2 separate regions of the Oryctolagus cuniculus genome follow, and region 2 is linked to region 1. Evidence: chromatin contacts called from public Micro-C data. All regions are on one chromosome and are shown on one strand. The core of a region is the stretch at or near the end of the contact, and the rest is flanking DNA. Distances in the headings are between cores, read along the strand shown.

The links. A called contact is a pair of places that touch in the nucleus more often than the background predicts.
Region 2: a contact with region 1 is called in a Micro-C map of ear pinna, with 4 times the contacts expected there. The contact joins the enhancer-like site here to the promoter of ARHGEF12 in region 1. A contact is called at or near these places in 5 of 6 Hi-C or Micro-C datasets (ear pinna, embryonic fibroblasts, psoas muscle and 2 more).

What each region holds. Positions count from the first base shown.
Region 1 is chr1:112,820,637-112,825,273 of mOryCun1.1, forward strand. It overlaps ARHGEF12 (Rho guanine nucleotide exchange factor 12), which reads left to right and starts at 1,897. Exons shown (of 39, transcript XM_017343054.3): 1 at 1,897-2,031. The coding sequence starts at 2,000.
Region 2 is chr1:112,927,709-112,932,345 of mOryCun1.1, forward strand. It overlaps ARHGEF12 (Rho guanine nucleotide exchange factor 12), which reads left to right. Exons shown (of 39, transcript XM_017343054.3): 9 at 1,459-1,599. LOC138843468 (a long non-coding RNA gene) reads right to left here. Exons shown (of 2, transcript XR_011378171.1): 2 at 4,613-4,637. Among named protein-coding and RNA genes, the nearest start is that of GRIK4, 74 kb to the right of the region's middle. Within about 2 kb of position 2,488, at least 1 of the 8 cell types and tissues checked has an H3K27ac peak or open chromatin away from gene starts, as enhancers often do. A contact at or near this core is called in ear pinna, where this site is marked.

The sequences.
Region 1 (4,637 bases), core at 647-3,146:
CTTGATTTCCACAAAATGGCTGAAGTCGCTCACCGGCACCGCTTTGAGCCCAGACGTCTGACAAACAGGTGGAGAAAAGGGGTATGCTGGCAGCATCCAGAGCTATACTGCGTGTGGTGCCCGCGTTGCCCCCATACCGAGTTATCCAAACCCACAACTAGGTGGATGCCTAAATCTCCCCACCAAGCAGGACTGGTGGGGGAAAAAAAAATGAACAACTCTCCAGAGAGAACCAGTAATGCCACTTACTGGATAAATACACACTTTGTTTGCTCCCACTTCTTTCCACAAGCTTGTGAAGTCGCTATGGAGAGCACCATGCTTTCTCAGTTTGGCAAGTCAAACACTTAATTTTGCCAAGGCACAGATAGCCTAAAAAGCAACATTTATACTGAGAAACGCGGGCTCCGGTGCCCAAATCGCCTTTCCTCACGCCCACCGCAGGCAGCCACGGCTCGTGCGCGGCGGCCCCTCTCCCCGGGCCCAGGCCAGCAGCAGGTGCCCCAGGTGAGCGGCCAACGCCGAGACCTCGGTGTGCCGGGCTTTGCTTCCCAGGGCAGGGATGCTAACCCGGCGCCCGGACCCGACACGGGGCGAACAAGTACATTCCCTGAGGGAGTAAAAGTTTCCAGGACGAGGGGTGCGTCCCCTCCTGAAGTTGGCGGGGTCAGGGCGGGCTCTCTGGACACCTGTGGCTAACACTGACAGCGCGAGCAGCACCCCTAAGCGACCCTCTCCCACACTCTCCGGCTCCAGGGCCAGCGGCGAGCCTGGAGGTGCCGCCTTTGCCCCCGCGGGACTACTTTTCTGCTCCCCCCAAGCGAGGCCGAGGCGGAGGCGTCCGCGCGGGGGCGGCGCAAGCGAAGGGCGGGCGCGGGCGGCCGGCGCTGCGCGATGCGGCCCGGCGGAGGGATTCCCGGGTGAGGCGGCTTCCCGAAGTCAGAGGGGAGGAGGCCAAAAAAGTCGGCGGGGGAGGGGAAGCACGAGCTCGCGCTGGACGCGACCGGGAAGACAGAACCGGAACCGGAACCCGCGCGCGCGCCCGCGGTCGTCGGTCGCTCCCCCCACCTCCGCCCCACCGCCGGCGGCCGCCTCCGCCTTCTGCGCGCGCTCCCGCGAGGGCCCCCAGCACCCGGCGAGCCGGTTCCGCGCGGGGAGTCGCCGCCGCCGCCGCCGCCGCCGCCCGTCGCCTCCCGTGCCGAGGCTTCCACCAGGCCGGGCCGGACGGGAGCCTCCCGCCCCCCCCGCGGGAACCGCCGCCTACCGGAGCGTCGGGGAGGAGCCGCCGCCGCCGCCCGTGCTGACTGCGGAAGAGTCCGGGCCTCAAAGGGATGGGGAGCAGCCCGCGGCCCTGAGAGACCCCGGTCCCTGTCACTTCAGGTCGCGGGACTCCTTTTCCGCCGGCGCCCGCGGCTCGTCCCGGTGCCCCGGAGCCTGGTGGGGGCGGCGAGGAAGACGCGAGGGGTCCCCGGGCCGGGGGACATGGGGCCGCGCGAGCTCGGCGCGGGACGGCCCGAGACGCGGCCGAGGCTGCGGCCACGCGCGACCGGCAGCCCCAGTTAGAGAGCGGGGACGCGAGGGCTCGGCCGTGCGGGTGCGGACGGAGTTGACGGCCCCGAGACTCCGGAGGAGGAGCCGATCCCGCCCCGGCCCCGGCCGCGGCCCCGGCGGGAGTCCGGGTCCCCTTCCCACGGCGCGCGGACTTCCCTGGGCCACGGAGTTCTCTCGCTGTGCCTCCTGCAGGATTTGTCGCAGGCGCCGGGACTCGCCTGCCGGCTGACTTTGTTGGTTTTGTTTTGGATGATAACTTTGCTCCAGCCCGCATCCCCTTTGCTTGACCCCTTCCAATCGGATGTTCTAGATGACTGCATGGAGTGTTGAGTTGGACTTTTGTGTCCCCGACGGAGTTGGGCCTGATCCCAGAGCACTGGGGGTGGGGTGGAGGTGTTACTGTAAAATGCAAGTTGGATGAAAGGAGGACCTCTCGCCAAGGGCCCCAATGAGTGGCACACAGTCTACTATCACCGACAGGTTCGTATGAAGCCCTCCTCCCCTAGCCCGCCCGCGTCCGGCCGGCCGGCCCGGCGACAGCCGGTCCTGCACGCCGCCTTTGGCCCGCGGAGTTGACAGGCACAGGAGAGAGGGCTGTTTGGGAGCCGGGCAGTTAGCGGAGGGTGGCTGCCGAGGGGTCGGTTGGTTGGAAACACGGTCTTTCTGGCGAGAAGGGGTGCGCCCCACCACGAGCGTGGGGTTTTTGTCTGTGGTTCTGGCTGGGGTGTGCGTTTGGAGTCTGTTCTCATCTTTGGAACCAGAGGAAGGTCACGTTAGGTGAAGGTCAGCGCCAGAAGACGGCTGGGTGTTGGTGCATCGTCAGTTTGACTCCTGCCCTGTGCAAGTTCTCGGAACCCCTTACATTTTAGCGATTTCTGTCCGGGAACTGAATCTTCAGCCTCCTGCCTGGTGATTCGTGGACTTGGTCTCTTTTAGGTGTTGACCCCTCCAGTGTTTAATTATCTAATAATTTTCCAGAATGTTGACATGGCTCTCGCGCGAGGCAGTATGCAGGAGCTGGAGGAAATGAGGAAACTCCCAGGGCTTGCTTTCAGTTATTGTATTTTAATATTCCATCTTCCAGAAACACTTGGTTAAGGGGTGTAAACCCTAAGCATAGTGCAAGCATGGCAGGTGGATGTGTTGACGTCTGTGTACCCTTTACAAGTATTTATAATTGTTGCGTGGAGTGCGGCGATTTGAGCTGGACTATACGTGGTTGAAGTAGAGTTCCCTTATTCCCAAACGTTATTCTTTTGACTAGGTTACATGATTGAATTTCTTAACCCCATTTTATTTCTCACTTTAATTATGGCAAAATGCTGTGTATGTTTGATAGTCTCAGATTTCAATCTGTTTATTAAGTCAAGCTTCACACTACTACATCTGAAAAAATAAATACTCAATTTTCAGTCCAGAGCTCTTTGTTGAAAAGTGCAACAATAGTGGTTCTGCAGAAAGTAGATTAATTTGCTAATAAGAGAGTTTTACCCAATTGTAAAGCTCATTTGTTGATTCTGAAAGAGCCAAATTCCATTATCATACCATAACAGCCACTCCAGAAACAGAACTTCCTCTTCCTGTTGATGCTTTCCAGTGTCACATGAATGTTCACCTAAAAGATTCCATTAAATAATTAAGCTATTTATGTTTATCCTTTGTGTTTTTTATTAAATGAGTTTTCATTTTCAGTGAGATAATGTTTAATTTTTCTGAGAATATACTTAACATGAATAGTGATGATGCTATTTTAGTTAACCCCATTCCTTTTCTTTTCTGGGAGTCTTGCTCCTGAGAAACTGTTTTTCACCAGCATGTGGATAATTGTTTCCCTGATTCATTCGAATCTTATCTTTTTGTTGAGCACATAGACAAGAAGTCTTACTAGACGCTAATGTGGTATTGGTTTTCCTTGTAATGCTTGGGTGCTGTTGCAGAAACAGAACTTGGGGTCACCAACTCATCCCCACAGAAATCACTAAAAAGCCCCAGCTTTGCTTTTCAGGGATTTTTCTTTCAGTTATCTTGGAAATACAATCTTAGAATTTGTGTACTTTTTATACTTTTTATAACTTAAACGGCATATCGCCATTCAAGAAGCCTGCAGTTATTGAAAGCCTGTTCTTTGACATGCACTGTGCTAGGCACAAAAGGTGGACAGAATGAATGTGTGAATATTGGTGTCGGCGTTCATACTCTCGACCTGGTGCAGGTGCTGCCTGATTTTACATAGGTCTTTACAAGCAAAAAAAAAAAGAACTGTGCAGTCTTGCCTAATTTAATAAACACTGCTGAGACTGTTGTCTTATTTTTTAATGTGAATTGTTAGATGACCACTAGTTTTTTTTCAACGTCTTATTTTATAAATAGAAAGCATCCATTTACCTTTAAGGGAGTAGTTATTCCTGATTTGCATATATATTGGGGTGAAATCTGTCCGGGTGCCTTAACAAAGTTATGAGTACAGAATAATTTCCAGCTTCCTGTCAGCCTCCCTACTCATCCTTTTTTCCCCCTTGTCCAACCCTAGGGTACTAGATGGGTTTGTTTTGCTGATTCTAGAACTATTGGCCAATTAAGAGTGCCAGTGTGGCTTTTTCGAGATCCTTTCAAGTTTGGAGTACTGGCTGTGGTATGGCTTTGTTTTGTAGAGTGTGCAGAACCACCACGCCAGCTGTGGGAGTTCGAGTTCTTTCACTGCGGAGCTTCTGGCTACAGAGTCTGTCTGTCCTCGGTTGAAATCAGACTGGCTGGTTTTGGGCGTTGTTCTGTTTTGCAGTTTGTGGCAGGCGACACATGGCTGAACAAGATAAGAAGGGTTTTATTCTTGTGTTAGGGACGTGCTGGGGCTGGGTTGGAATTCAGCTATGTTCAGGCTCTGATTGGTTACTTCAGATACTCAGAACTCTGTTATATCCTGTCATTATTTTGCACATAAATTTGTTCCCTTCTCTTGTTTTTATCGTCTATTCCCCAGCTCCCGCCGCCTTTCTAAGATTTAAAATTAAAACTCTTTTAAAATTTAAAACTCAGACTCTGTTCGTGGTAGCTATTGTTTTTATATGATATCTTTGAACAGGTATTAG
Region 2 (4,637 bases), core at 1,238-3,737, 110 kb after region 1:
CTAGGATAGGACAGCAGGATGTCCTATATAGGATAATTAACAAAAATAAGTGTGGGCTTCTGATTGTTTGCTTGCTCATATCACTTTTCTCTGTTCTATAATAATTTAAAAAAAGAATGCTTTTGCTTTGATGTGACAGACTACTAAACTGTATTTAAATACTTTTAATTTTTGTGGTTCATTCTGAGATCTTTATACAGAATGACAGTTGATATGCTTTTAAGAAGGATGGATACAATATTTTATAAATTGACATGCATTGTGATGAACACATGAACAAACATTCTCTTACTTAATCTGCACAATAACCCTCTGAAATTAGGTCCTGTGGTTTCCCCCATTTTACACACATACCTAGAGAAACACAGATAAGTAACTGGTCTGACGTCAGTGACGTAGGTTAAAAATGATAGGACTAGAATTCAAATCTGGTCTGAGGATTTCAAAGCACATTCATACCCTTAATAACTATGTAATTTTTTTTTTGTAGTTTTAAATAGAGGTTACGATTCTCTATATAGATGTAAGTCACGAAGATAATGGTCTCATCAGAAAAAAAGTTATGCATTTCTTGGTCAACCAAGGCTTATATTCTGTAACACTCATATTTGGGATAAGGAAAGTTCCTTATACTACACCTTAAAGCAAAATGGACAGATTACCTGTGCATTTAAAATGAGTGAAAGCTGTTGATGTGTCGGTATTTCTGAGTTAGGTCTGAAGTGAAAACTACGTATTCACAGAACTAATGCTTGCCTAATCTGCTCATTTTTCAAGTGAAAAAAATCATGTTGTGGTTGAGAAAAGTAGGTCCTAAACTGAATGATTGCCCAAAGTCACCCACACATGGTATGTAAGGTCTCCTGACTTCCTGTTTAGTGTGCTTTTCATTACCCATTATTATTTTTTACTCCTTTCAGTTCCACTTGCTGTGTCACATTTTAAGTATTATGCCTCAGTAATGTTGAAAGTTTTAATGTTTTTATCACTGAGAAAAGACCCCATTCTTATCCTGATCCAACACTAAAAATGTGATTCCTGATCTAAAAGCTTATTAATAATTTGTTACCACATTATGTGCCAGAATTGGCAACTTATTGAAACTCTGAAGCACTGGAAGCCAGTTAACCAGAGTTATAGTATAATAATCCTTACTAATGAGCAGATAACATAAATTATTTAACAAGCTGGTTTATCTTTTTGCTATATTTTGAAGTTGGACCTTTTCTTTTCATTAAAATAATACTTTCCCTAACTGGAAGTGTTATGGCATTTTAGAATCATAGAATTTAGTAGTTGCTTGTGCTTTTTACTGATAGAACATTAAGCATTGTTGATCACATCAGAGTGTCCAACTTTTTGTGTACTCCATGTAGATTGTAGTGCCACTTTGTTTACACAGTCAATAATCGAAGTTTTCTTCTATGTGTTTGTGTGTGTTCCTTTGATCTCTTTTAGGATGGAGCCATAGTTACACCCTCCAGGCCTCTAGGTGATGCCCTGACAGTCAGTGATGCAGAGGTGGATCCTGGAGATGGACTGAGCAGGACTGATTGCAGCAGTGGAGATACTTCTCGGCCGAGTAGTGACAACACAGATGTAAGCATTAAATACGTTAAATCATTATCTTCTTGGATTATGTCTTACAGCCCTTTTCTTAATTTGAAGTTACATGCTTTAGCGGTGTCTTATTGCTCACTGTTTACCATCCCAGTCTTTGTGTTTTAAAATAAGATTTATTTATGGGGGCTGGCACTGTGGCATAGTGGATAAAGCTGCCACCAGCAGTGCTGGTATCCCATATGGGCACCGGTTTGAGTCCTGGGTGCTCCACTTCTGATCCAGCTCTCTGCTGTGGCCTGGGAAAGCAGTAGAAGTTGGCCCAAGTCCTTGGGCCCCTGCACCCACGTGGGAGAACCAGAAGAAGTTCTTGGCCTGGGTTGGCACAGCTCCAGCCATTGTGGCCAATTGGAGAGTGAAGCAGTGGAATGAAGACCTCTCTCTCTCTCTCTCTCTCTCTCTCTCTCTGCTTCTGCCTCTCTCTAATTCTGCCTTTCAAATAAATAAATATTTTTTTGACAGGCAGAGTTAGTGTGAGAGAGAGAGAGAGAGGTCTTCCTTTCGTTGGTTCACTCCCCAAATGGTTGCTACAGCCGGCGCACTGCACTGATCCAAAGCCAGGAGCTAGGCGCTTTCCTCCTGGTCTCCCATGTGGGTGCAGGGCCCAAGCACTTGGGCCATCCTCCACTGCCTTCCCGGGCCACAGCAGAGAGCTAGACTGGAAGAGGAGCAACCAGGACAGAACCACGCCCCAACCGGGACTAGAACCCGGAGTGCCGGTGCTGCGGGCGGAGGATTAGCCTAGTGAGCCGCGGCGCTGGCCTAAATAAATATTTTAAAAAAGATTTATTTATTTGAAAAACAGAGTTAATGGATAGGGGCGAGGGGAAGGGAGGGAGGAGAGAGAGAGATATCTTCCATCCTCTGGTTCACTCCTCAGATGGCCGCAAAGGCTGAGACTGGGCCAGGCCAAATCCATAAGCCAGGAGCTTCCTTGAGTCTCCCATTTGGGTGGCAAGGGCCCAAGTACCTGGGCCATCTTCTGTCTTTGTAGGCACATTAGCCGGGAGCTGGAGTGGAGTAGCTGGGACGTGAACTGGCATTCATATGAGATGCTGGTGTCTCAGGCAGCAGCCCAACCTACTGTGTCACAGTGCTGGCCCTCATCCCAGTCTTCAGTATAGCAATTTGATTAGCAGAAATTCTGGATACTGTTGTATTTAAGCTTTTTAATTTCAGAGGTCACTTTTTCCCTTCAACATCCATTGCCAAAGGTTTGTTTTGCGGGGATGGAATTTCCCAGCAAGCGTCTTGCTTGTGGGTAGAGGAGTTAATAATGCCAGTGCTTTCTTACTGAACCGAGAGGCCGGCTGTTGATATCTTTCAGAGCATGTCAATATTCCATTTGTGGTCAGAGTGACTCAGTCTTGAATCATGGGGCACTTTGCCATTACAAAGAGGAAAAGCTTCAGTCCTGTTAGCTAGACTTCAGTTAATAGCCTAGGTTTAGTAACAGCATTTCCTTGATTCGTCCAGGAACTACCAGATGAACATGGATAAGGTGATGTTAATAACATATTTTAAGTTGAATATGGTGCAGTATCATAGTAATATGAAAATTTAAAAGCTGACTTTAGTGTTACTTAGTAGTTTTAAAATTTATGCAATGATAAGAATAATGATTTAAAAATAGGTCACCCTCTTTCAAAGTGATGAGCAAAATAGATAAAGCCAGGGTTTTTGGAACTGTGGGTCATGAAATCAAGTTGGTGGGTTGTGACTAGAATTCTTTTTTAAAGAGTAGAATAGAAAATACAGATGCTTTGCATGTGGAAGAAGTGTTACTTCTTGTGACTCTTGTCGTATATACACAGTACATGCTGGTTAACAATATGAAATTTCTCTCTTATTGAAGGTTGTGGTTTAAAGTGAAAAATTGAAAGCTACGGTTAAAGCCATCATTCCAGCTATCTTTTGAGGCTCAGGCCGAGTGACTCACTTTCTCATGCAAGGAAACTTTGAGGATTTTTTTTTTTTTTTCAAATGAAGTCCTTAAAGGAGTCTTGTGATTGGCTTGGCTAAAGGTTTTAATGGAAAATTTTAATTTTAACTTGAGAAAAAAAATTTAAAATAGCTACCATATACCAGGCACAGATACCATACACTGTGATAAATGTTTTACAGTCCTTATCTTAGTTAATTCTCTAAATGGCCTTATGAAATAGTACTATTGTTATTGTAATTTTACAGAAGAAAATATTGACGCCAAAATGATTTAATCAACTTGCCCAAATTTCGTACTGGTTACTTACCCATGCAGTAAGTATTCTATCTCTGTCTAACCCCAAAGTATTAGTACTCCAAATATGAACAAGGGCACTGGGGTGTGAAAACATAGCATTTTGGGAAAACCATGAAAATTTTAGGGCATCCTGATGAATTAGGATTATGGATGAAATGGCTACTGATTATTTTTGAAACAGTCTTGAGTACAGATTATAGTGGGCTTCAACTTGATCTAGCAGTGCTACTTTTGGGAATTGTTCTCATTCTTTTTGATTAGGTTCTGCTTCCTCTGTCAAGTTCATGGCTTGTTTCTGCTGTCAGGTGGGAAGTTCCCCTGAGAGCCCAGGGATTCTTTTATCGTACTTCTTATTTCCAAAGCATAAAAATTCAGAACAGGAATACAGATGAGAAATTTGAATGTACGTTGTAGTTAGAGAAATGTTATAGTAGAATACAACTTTTAAAAATAAGGAATGAATTAGTGGGTAAAGAAGTAGGCATTCCAATGAATTAAGACTGGCATGTAATTGTTATGTAGTAAGCATCTGAATGAGCAGCAAAACAAAATCTTGTAGCAGAAGAGAGGCACTGGGGGCTCCTGTTCAAGTCCTGGCTGCCACACTTCCCACCTAGCTCCCTGATGCTGCCCTGAGAAAAGCACTGGGATATGGCCCAAGTGCTTGGGCCCCAGACACCCACGTGGGAGACCCAGAAGCAGCTTCTGGCTCCTAGCTTTTGCCTGTCCCAGAGAACCTACGGGTGGAAGTTCTCTTTTTGTTTCTCCCTCTCTC